Regions from separate parts of the Danio rerio genome. Here region 2 is linked to region 1. Evidence: chromatin contacts called from public HiCAR-type data. All regions are on one chromosome and are shown on one strand. Each heading gives the region's core, a stretch centred on a gene start, on an enhancer-like site or on the middle of the called end of the contact. The rest is flanking DNA. Distances are from core to core; before and after follow the strand shown. Region 1 overlaps zgc:110158. Region 2 overlaps keap1a (kelch-like ECH-associated protein 1a).

Region 1 (4,456 bases), core at 157-2,656:
AAATTGTGCTATATCGTGTATGGTTTTCTAGTGATATATTGCATAATCGATGATATATATGTATGTATATATATATATATATATATATATATATATATATATATATATATATATATAGATATATATAGATATATATAGATTTTAGGTGCAACCCATATCAAACACACCTGCCTGTAATTATCACGTGGTGTTCAGGTCCTAATTAATTGGTTCAGGTGTGTTTGATATGGGTAGCAACTGAAAGCTGCAGGAAGGTGGCTCTCCAGGAACAGGGTTGAGCACCCCTGCACTAGACTATATTGCTATATTTGCTAGACGGGATACAGCTGCAACCCAGAAGTTAACAAGAATTATTCATTATATTATCCATTAATTGTATTTTATTAACATCTACTCCTATCCCAACCATCACCGTGATGTAATAATAGTAATTCTACTAAGTATTATTCATATTAATTAATAAATTATTCACTAATTCTATTCTATTAACTCATAACCCGACCCCAACTCTAAACCCAAACATCACTGTTATGTAAAAAAGAACATTATTAAACCAAGTTTTAGCCATGTTATTTATTAAATTACCCATTAAATTAACATCAACTTAAACCTAACCCTCACAGTAATGTAAAAATATGAATTATTGTTGTACAATGTTACAAAACTAATGCTATATTGCATATATGCTATATTGTGAGTATCCACAGCTGTATACCAACTAGTCTTTACCCATTATTATCTTTTAGTAGTGAATCTGAAAAGAGTGGTGTTATTTGGATTGGCATGGAAGGGTCATTGTTGTACCCCGGGCAGATGTGTTGTTCTGCGGCTGTGGTGGTCAGCGTGGAGATTTCCGCTGGTGTTGGATGGATGGTTTCCTTAGCCGCTCTCCAACCAGCGGGAGGCCTTGTCTGAGGTCTGAACACTGGACAGAGGTCAAGAGGCGGTAATAAGCATGGGTCACAACCACATACACAGACTCAACAGGGCGGCCAAAACTCCAATGAAACCAACTGAGGAGCATGTTTTTTGTTTTGTTACTAAACTTCCGGCATAACTTGAATTGATTAGTTTAATGTACGCATCTTATTTCTTCAAAACGTGGGGACGTTCAATGCTCAGACAAGTACGTGAATGCTTTGTTAACACTGCCCCCGTGTGGTCAATAAGCGCTATTGCAGCTGTCCAGCGGTCGTCATTCAGAGTGTATGAATACTGTCAAGCTAACTGCCCCCTTTAGGGCCTGAGAATAGAGATTGAAGGCCGGCCATGCCGTAAGTGGCAGGTTATTATCTTCTCAAAGGTGTCGGAAGTGATTTTTATATATGGCTGTTTTGAGGCAGGACTGCAGAGCGAGCGTGATTGGCTGGAATGGGTGCACAGGACCCGTTATGGCATATGCTTCTCATTCAGGGCAGGCTTGTTGTTTAGGGAGGGGGAAGAAATGAAGCTAAGCTCCTTTGCTGCGTGTTTGCTATTAGTCATATAGTCTCAGGTTCCTTACAGAACTGTTTTAGACTTGAGCTTAATGGCCTGTTGATCATTAATCAACACTAATGGAAGCTCCGTGCAACAGTTCTAGAGAGCAAAGGGGTTTCATAGGTTTTATGCGACACATTTCGGGGAATTTCTTCACAGTACATACTGTAGACATACTGAGCATACTGTACAGCATACTGAGCAATGCTGGTCTGTATGCTATTTTTTCTTTGCAATTTATGAAGAAAATGTGTTTGGTATTTGCATAAATGTATAATACAACTACACAACAATATATCCTCTGTTTTCTTTTTTTTTTTTCTTTCTTTTTTAATTATTACCCAAGTGATGTTTAATGGAACAAGGGAATTCTCACAGTATTTCCTATATATTTTTTTTGTTTTTCTGGAGAAAGCCTTTTTTTCTTAGTTTGGCTGGAATAAAAGCATTTTTATATATTTTTTAAGGTCAATATTATTTCTTGACTTGCTTAATTAACTTATCTCAACCTAGTCTTTGAATCACACTTAAACCTGAAAACTAGTATCCTGCAAAATACATGATTAAATATTTTAATTGCCTAATGGCAAAGACAAAAGAAATGAGTTATTAGAAATTAGTTATTAAAACTGTTGTATAAAATGTTGTTGAAAATGAAAACATTTGAGAAATATATAAATAAATATATATTTTACACGTGAGGGCTAAAAATTTAAACTGTGTGTGTGTTTGAGCAATATGATCTTTTTATGATATTTTATATTTATTATATTTTTAAATAATATGTTTTTGGTATTGGTCACTATTACATTAAATTCATACGTATACAATTATATTGACAAATGGACATTAGGGCTGCACAATATACCGTTTCATTATTGATATCGCAATGTGCGAGTCCACAATAGTCACATCGCAAGGATCTGCAATGCAGTTGGGATTATATTATAGTAGACCACACATTACAGTTAACAACATATTGGAGTCATTAAAATTTTTTTAGAGTGAAACTTGATTAATTTCATGTGTCTTTAAGGCCTGCGACTGCACTGCAAATAAATCCTGGTTGCTTTAAATTTTAAAGCTGAATCAAATTAACCTTATGTGTCCATCAAACTTATGTTAAACTGACTTAAAACAGCTTGTGTAACTTATACAATTAAGTTAAAACAGGATTAACTTGGTTTAATAAGTTACAGTGACCTTAAATGCTGTCAGGACTAACTGATCATATAGTTTTTTACAGTGTGTGTAAGCATTTAAGGCAAATCTAATGTTTGTAGCTTAAAGATTAATTGTACATTTTATAATTATTTACTCATGATAGTGTTATTATTGTTATTTTTATTATTATATGGTGGTAATTTAATTTGTGTTGCTAAATATTGTTTAACGGCCCAGAAAATCATCAATTATTGTGTACGTTTACATGAACATCATTAATACGATTCAATTGCGATCAAGACAATACTCTGATAAGTAGCCGACTATATAAACAGGGATTTTTTAAATTAATTTAATCAGATTAAGGTCATAATCGAACTAAACAGAAATGGAATTAAAGCATGTGGAGTATGCTGATTTTAGTCGCATTATTGAAGTGCAGTACACACATGTAAACACCGCAATCAAACTTCTACCATCGTGTAGGATTTTCGCTGCATTTTGTGACAGGATAGTCTATACACAAACAGCTTTACACTATTCTCTGCACCTAAAGATTCAGTGAAAGACCACAGACACCTGCATCAAATGTGGAGGTTTTTTGTATACGGTGTGCAATATCAAATTACATTAAAACTACACTCTTCTAGTAGTTCATATTCGCATCCAGTATCTCGTTTGTCACGGGTGGCATGCATGAAATGTTCCTGAATGAAAGTGAAAGTGTCAAACTGCAGTTAAAGTCGACAAATTAAAAATGAAACACCTCTAATTACATGAAACTCAGGAGGAAATGTGGATAGTGTGGTGACGCAATCAAATGATGTGCTATAACATGTAAAACGAGATCATGAAAGAAACGTTCAAAAAGAGAAATCATGTAAACACCTAAATCATATTATTGTCTTATTCAGATTAGTTCGGTCACTGGTGTTCATGTAAACAAAGTCATTGTTTATTTGTATCTGTGAACATTGCTTTTGAATGATATTTTATGCAGATACGCTACAGATTCATCTAAATCGATCTAAAATGATGAATTCTTTACAAGCTATTCAAATCATCTGGTAAAATTGCATTTATATCGCAATATAAATTGCAGTTTTTTTTCCAATATTGTGCAGCCCTTTTATTTATTTCAAATGAATTGGCTTTTTGTTTATTTTATTTTATTATCCTGTACAAAATAAAACACACATTTTAATTAAAGATCAGTGTTCAGTTCATCGGGATGCTGTGATTTGTATGATTTAAACTTGTTTGATTGCTGTGTGAAACTAAAAAATTAATTTAAAGGCCTTTTGCTTAACTCGCTAAATAGTTGCCTGAAGTCCTGAGGATATTGTTTTTTCAGTCAGGCTACTAAAATCTATCTACACCGTGCCCAGCGGGTCATCTACAGTAGATAGCCCGCCAGGCAAACTGTTGATAAATTTTGGTAGCCCGACAGAAAAAAAAACAATTTCGCTAGCCCTGCTTAAGTATCTAAAACATGCAGTTGAAGTCAGAATTATTAGCCCCTCAAAATGTTTCGCCTCCCTGTTTATTTTTCCCCAATTTCTGTTTAACGGAGAGAAGATTTTTTTCAACACATTTCTAAACAAAATAGTTTTAATAACTCATCTCTAATAACTAAATTATTTTATCTTTGCCATGATGACAGTAGATAATATTTTTCTAGATATTTTTCAATACACTTCTATACAGCTTAAAGTGACATTTAAAGGATTAACTGGGTTAAATAGGTTAACTAGGCAAATTAGGGTAACGATGGTTTGTTCTGTAGACTATCGAAAGAAAAAAAAATAGCTTA
Region 2 (4,408 bases), core at 1,703-4,202, 190 kb before region 1:
AAGGTGCTCTGCGAGAGCGAGGTCTACAAGGCCTGCATAGACTGGGTACGCTGGGACGCAGAGAGCCGTGCGCAGTACTTCCATGCCCTCCTCAATGCCGTCCACATCTACGCCCTTCCACCCACTTTCCTCAAAAGACAACTGCAGTCCTGCCCCATCCTCAGCAAGGCCAACTCCTGCAAAGACTTCCTATCAAAGATCTTCCATGAAATGGCTCTCCGAAAACCCCTGCCGCCAACACCTCATCGTGGGACGCAGCTCATTTACATAGCGGGAGGTTACAAGCAACACTCTCTGGACACCTTGGAGGCCTTCGACCCGCACAAGAACGTCTGGCTCAAACTAGGTAGCATGATGTCTCCTTGTAGCGGGCTTGGGGCGTGTGTTTTGTTCGGGCTTCTTTATACAGTCGGCGGACGCAATCTCTCCCTGCAGAACAACACAGAATCTGGATCTTTGTCCTGCTACAACCCCATGACTAACCAGTGGACCCAGCTGGCTCCGCTCAACACACCCAGAAACCGAGTGGGCGTCGGGGTCATTGATGGGAGCATTTATGCTGTTGGGGGTTCACATGCCTCTACGCATCACAACAGCGTCGAGAGGTGAGGCTGAGACAGGAGAAAACAGATCCAAAAAGATTTTGTGTTGGGTTTTTTCCCCTCAAGTTCAATTTTATGCACATGTAGATTAAAACAAGTGTCGGGTAAGTTACTTCAAACATGTAATGTATTACTAATTACATAATTCAAATTGTATTATAACTACCTTCTAATTACATTTCGAATTGCATCATAAGTAATTTAATTACTTGACTTAAAACTGCATAAATTCTTATAAATCTCAAAGTATACAGAATACAAATTAAATTAACGGGATTCTTTAAATGAGGGCCACGCAGTGGCAATGTAGGTGGTGCTGTCGCCTCACAGCAAGAAGGTCGCTGGTTCAAACCTCGGCTGGGTCAGTTGATGTTTTTGTGTGGAGTTTGCATGTTCTCCCTTTGTGTGCGCGTGGGTTTCCTCCGGGCGCTCCGTTTTCCCTTAACAGTCCAAAGACATGTGGTATAGGTGAATTGGGAAAGCTAAATTGTCCATAGTGTATAAGTGTGATTTCCTAGTAATTTCCTACTAATTTCATGGTTTCTTAAGCATGTGTTTTCGTTCAACAAATCTAACTTTAGTTGAAAAATCTAGTTATTCTACAAATATATTTGTATAACAAAAATGTATTTTAACCATTCCTCTGCATCTGAACTGATTTATACAGAACTGCTGATTTTATGCACATGTAACGTTTGCAGCACTGGATGTGCATCATTATTTTCTGTACATTCGAATCATTCATATTTTTCCCATAATCAAGCAGCCCTATAATATGTTACAAAAATACCATATAATATACCAAATACCAAATAAAACTGTTAAACTAAAAAAAAAAAAACATTAAAACAGGTCTTTTGCCTCTTCAGGGGCACTGAATAAATGTATAATTCATCTCGAATTCTATAGACTATTTTGAGAGATGTAAACAAAAACATTGGTCCCAACGTATTTCCTGTTTTACATTTTTAATTTCTATAGCTTCTGAGAATCCAAAAAGCCACATATTGATAAATAATGTTACGATAGCTGTTTTAACATTAAGTTATGATTGAATTGCCTCTTGTTACAGTTATGAAATAGCTTAATAACAAGAAATATTCATAGACCAGTGACATCACCACATTGAAATGGTCTATAATGCAGTTATTATTATAGCTTGTTTTTTTTTTTTTAAATAAGAGTCCTCATACATAGTACTATTCATTCATTCATTTTCTTGCCGGCTTGTTTTCTTGTCGGCTTGTCGACCCCTTTATTAATCCGGGGTCGCCACAGCGGAATGAACCGCCAACTTATCCAGCAAGTTTTTGCGCAGCAGATGCCCTTCCAGCCGCAGCCCATCTCTGGGAAACATTCACACACACACACTCATACACTACGGACAATTTAGCCTACCCAATTCACCTGTACCGCATGTCTTTGGACTGTGGGGGAAACCGGAGCACCCGGAGGAAACCCACGCGAACGCAGGGAGAACATGCAAACTCCACACAGAAACGCCAACTGAGCTGAGGCTCGAACCAGCAACCCAGCGACCTTCTTGCTGTGAGGCGAACGTGCTATCCACTGCGTCACCACATAGTACTATATAAGCTTTTATTAATTCAAAATAAGGAGAAAATAAAGGCTGTTGAAAATCACATTAGAAAATGTTGTGGCGTTCATATTAATCTCATGTGGATTGTTAGAGTTAGTGTTTCGTACTGATTGGCTGTTTTTCACAAGGATATTACATTGGATTTACTAGAGAAGGAGGAATGAATGGTGTTTGAGGCTCACTGTATATAATTTCCACTAAATTGAACTTTTATTATTCAGCTATGCCTAGGTATTTACAGATTTTTATTATATGGCACATTTAAGTTACATTTACAACACTGATTTTATATTCCCCTGAAAGGCTATTAAATGCAAGCTTTCACATGCTTGTCCTGTACACATTACAGCAGCACTGAGAGGTGAGGTCAAGGCAGAGGCAGGAAGAAAACAACTCGAAAAAGGTTATGTGCTGTTGAGGGTTTTGGGGTTTTCCCCATTGTATTGCATTTCCTTTCTATTATAAGTATGTTAGTGGAATCAAAATATTAGCACAGTGAAGAGTGACATATCAATAGTTGGTTGACCGAGTTCGTATTACATTGCACACCTGTGCAACAGAAGCACATTCACACTGAACGCACAGATAAAAAATGAATTATTAGGAGAAAGGTCATGCTACATGCTACATTTGCAAAACTTTGTCATTTGCAGACTGTGTTTTGATTTAGACCGTCCATTGTTTTTGTAGAGATTCACTCTTTTCAGAGCACAGCCATCAATCCTGACTAACAAGCTTCAGGCAAATCTGTTTCATAACATACATTCCTCGGCGTAGAGTCAGGTTTGGCCTTTCAGGAGAAACACATTTCTTTATAATGAGTGTGATAATTATGAATATTTTGTATTTATTATATTAGTTTGTAAGCATGGCGACTGATCTGGTAGGAAGAAACTCGCATGGACTGTTTTCATGGAGCTTAAACACGAAAAAGGGTCAGGTTGTTGTTTGTCAAGTACTGCATGATATATGAGATAGGAAGTGCTCCATTGTCTATTGTGAGAACTGCTGTAGGTGGTTGCTCGTTTTTGCTTGAAAGGGATATTGTCAAGTCATTTGTATGAGGAAGTGTCAACTTTGAACTAACTATAGTAAAACTGTTGCTAAAAAGGATAAATGCTTGACTTCGCTTTAACTATCTTTAATTAGTCTTATTTATAAAGCAGTAAAGTTTGTAAACTACACTGCTACCAGTTACAAAAAGGGGAGATTATGTCATTTCTTTCAAAGTGTTGTGCAGAATGCACAATTATATTGAATTAAATGAATAAATAAATTAAAACTAAATAGAAAAGTAAGATATTGGACATTAAATTACACTACAAAATACACACACACACACACAAATTTAAAAAAAGAGGCCAGTAAAAGTTAGTTTCTCACGATTTACAATTAAAAGGTGTGTTAGAGGAATGTCTGACTCTTGTTTTTTACTGTAAAAAGTGATTAGTTGATGTTACGATCACCAGCGATCTAATCCTTGCAGATCGCTGGAGAACTACACATCTGTCACTAAACTGGACTAAAAATACCATCATAAACCACACACACACCAGTTCCTGATTCCCCCGATTACACACACACACAGCTGGTTACTCATCATGGACTGATTACCTGGACTTTATATTCACCTCTCACACACACATTGCTGAGTCTTGTTAGTCTGCAACACCACAAAGCAATTCTTTGTCTAAGTTTTTCCGTGTTTGATCCTTGCCTTGTTTTGCTGTTGATATTGATTCTTTGCCGCCTGTACTGACTATTCACCTGTGACTTTGACTACCCTTCTGGATTACCCCTATGATACTGTTTGCACCCATTTGACCATTGCCTGCCTGACCCTTCCCCATTTATTAAAATGCACGTGGATCCTCAAATCTGTTGTCAACATACCAATGGTACAATTGACTTTATCAAAAAAAAAATCTAAACTAGTTAAAATAATTAAGTAAATAAACTATGCACATAATTATATTAAGTCAACTTTGTTGAAATGTTTCAAGAAACTTATTTTCTTAAGGAAAGTCAACTTGACGCTTTTAAGGCAACAGGTTTATTTACTTTTTAAAGTAAATTTAAATTAAACTTCGCTTTTTACAATGAATTCTGTAAACTATATTACCATTTCTTGTCAGTGATAAGATAAAACAATATTTTTTTTCAAATTTTTTATTGGAACTCTTATTTTTAACATTCTTGCTGAATA

The links. HiCAR-type assays count read pairs that join an accessible place to other places.
Region 2: a contact with region 1 is called in a HiCAR-type map of caudal fin, with 5 times the contacts expected there. The contact joins two enhancer-like sites. A contact is called at or near these places in 4 of 18 Hi-C or Micro-C datasets (caudal fin, embryo and hematopoietic stem cells) and 1 of 4 datasets of contacts at active chromatin or transcription factors (caudal fin).

What each region holds. Positions count from the first base shown.
Region 1 is chr2:44,657,666-44,662,121 of GRCz12tu, reverse strand. The region is part of intron 5 of zgc:110158; the gene reads left to right. Among named protein-coding and RNA genes, the nearest start is that of znf622, 35 kb to the right of the region's middle. Within about 2 kb of position 1,406, at least 29 of the 62 cell types and tissues checked have an H3K27ac peak or open chromatin away from gene starts, as enhancers often do. A contact at or near this core is called in caudal fin, where this site is marked.
Region 2 is chr2:44,846,770-44,851,177 of GRCz12tu, reverse strand. keap1a (kelch-like ECH-associated protein 1a) reads left to right here. Exons shown (of 7, transcript NM_182864.2): 4 at 1-605. Among named protein-coding and RNA genes, the nearest start is that of keap1a, 17 kb to the left of the region's middle. Within about 2 kb of position 2,952, at least 7 of the 62 cell types and tissues checked have an H3K27ac peak or open chromatin away from gene starts, as enhancers often do. A contact at or near this core is called in caudal fin, where this site is marked.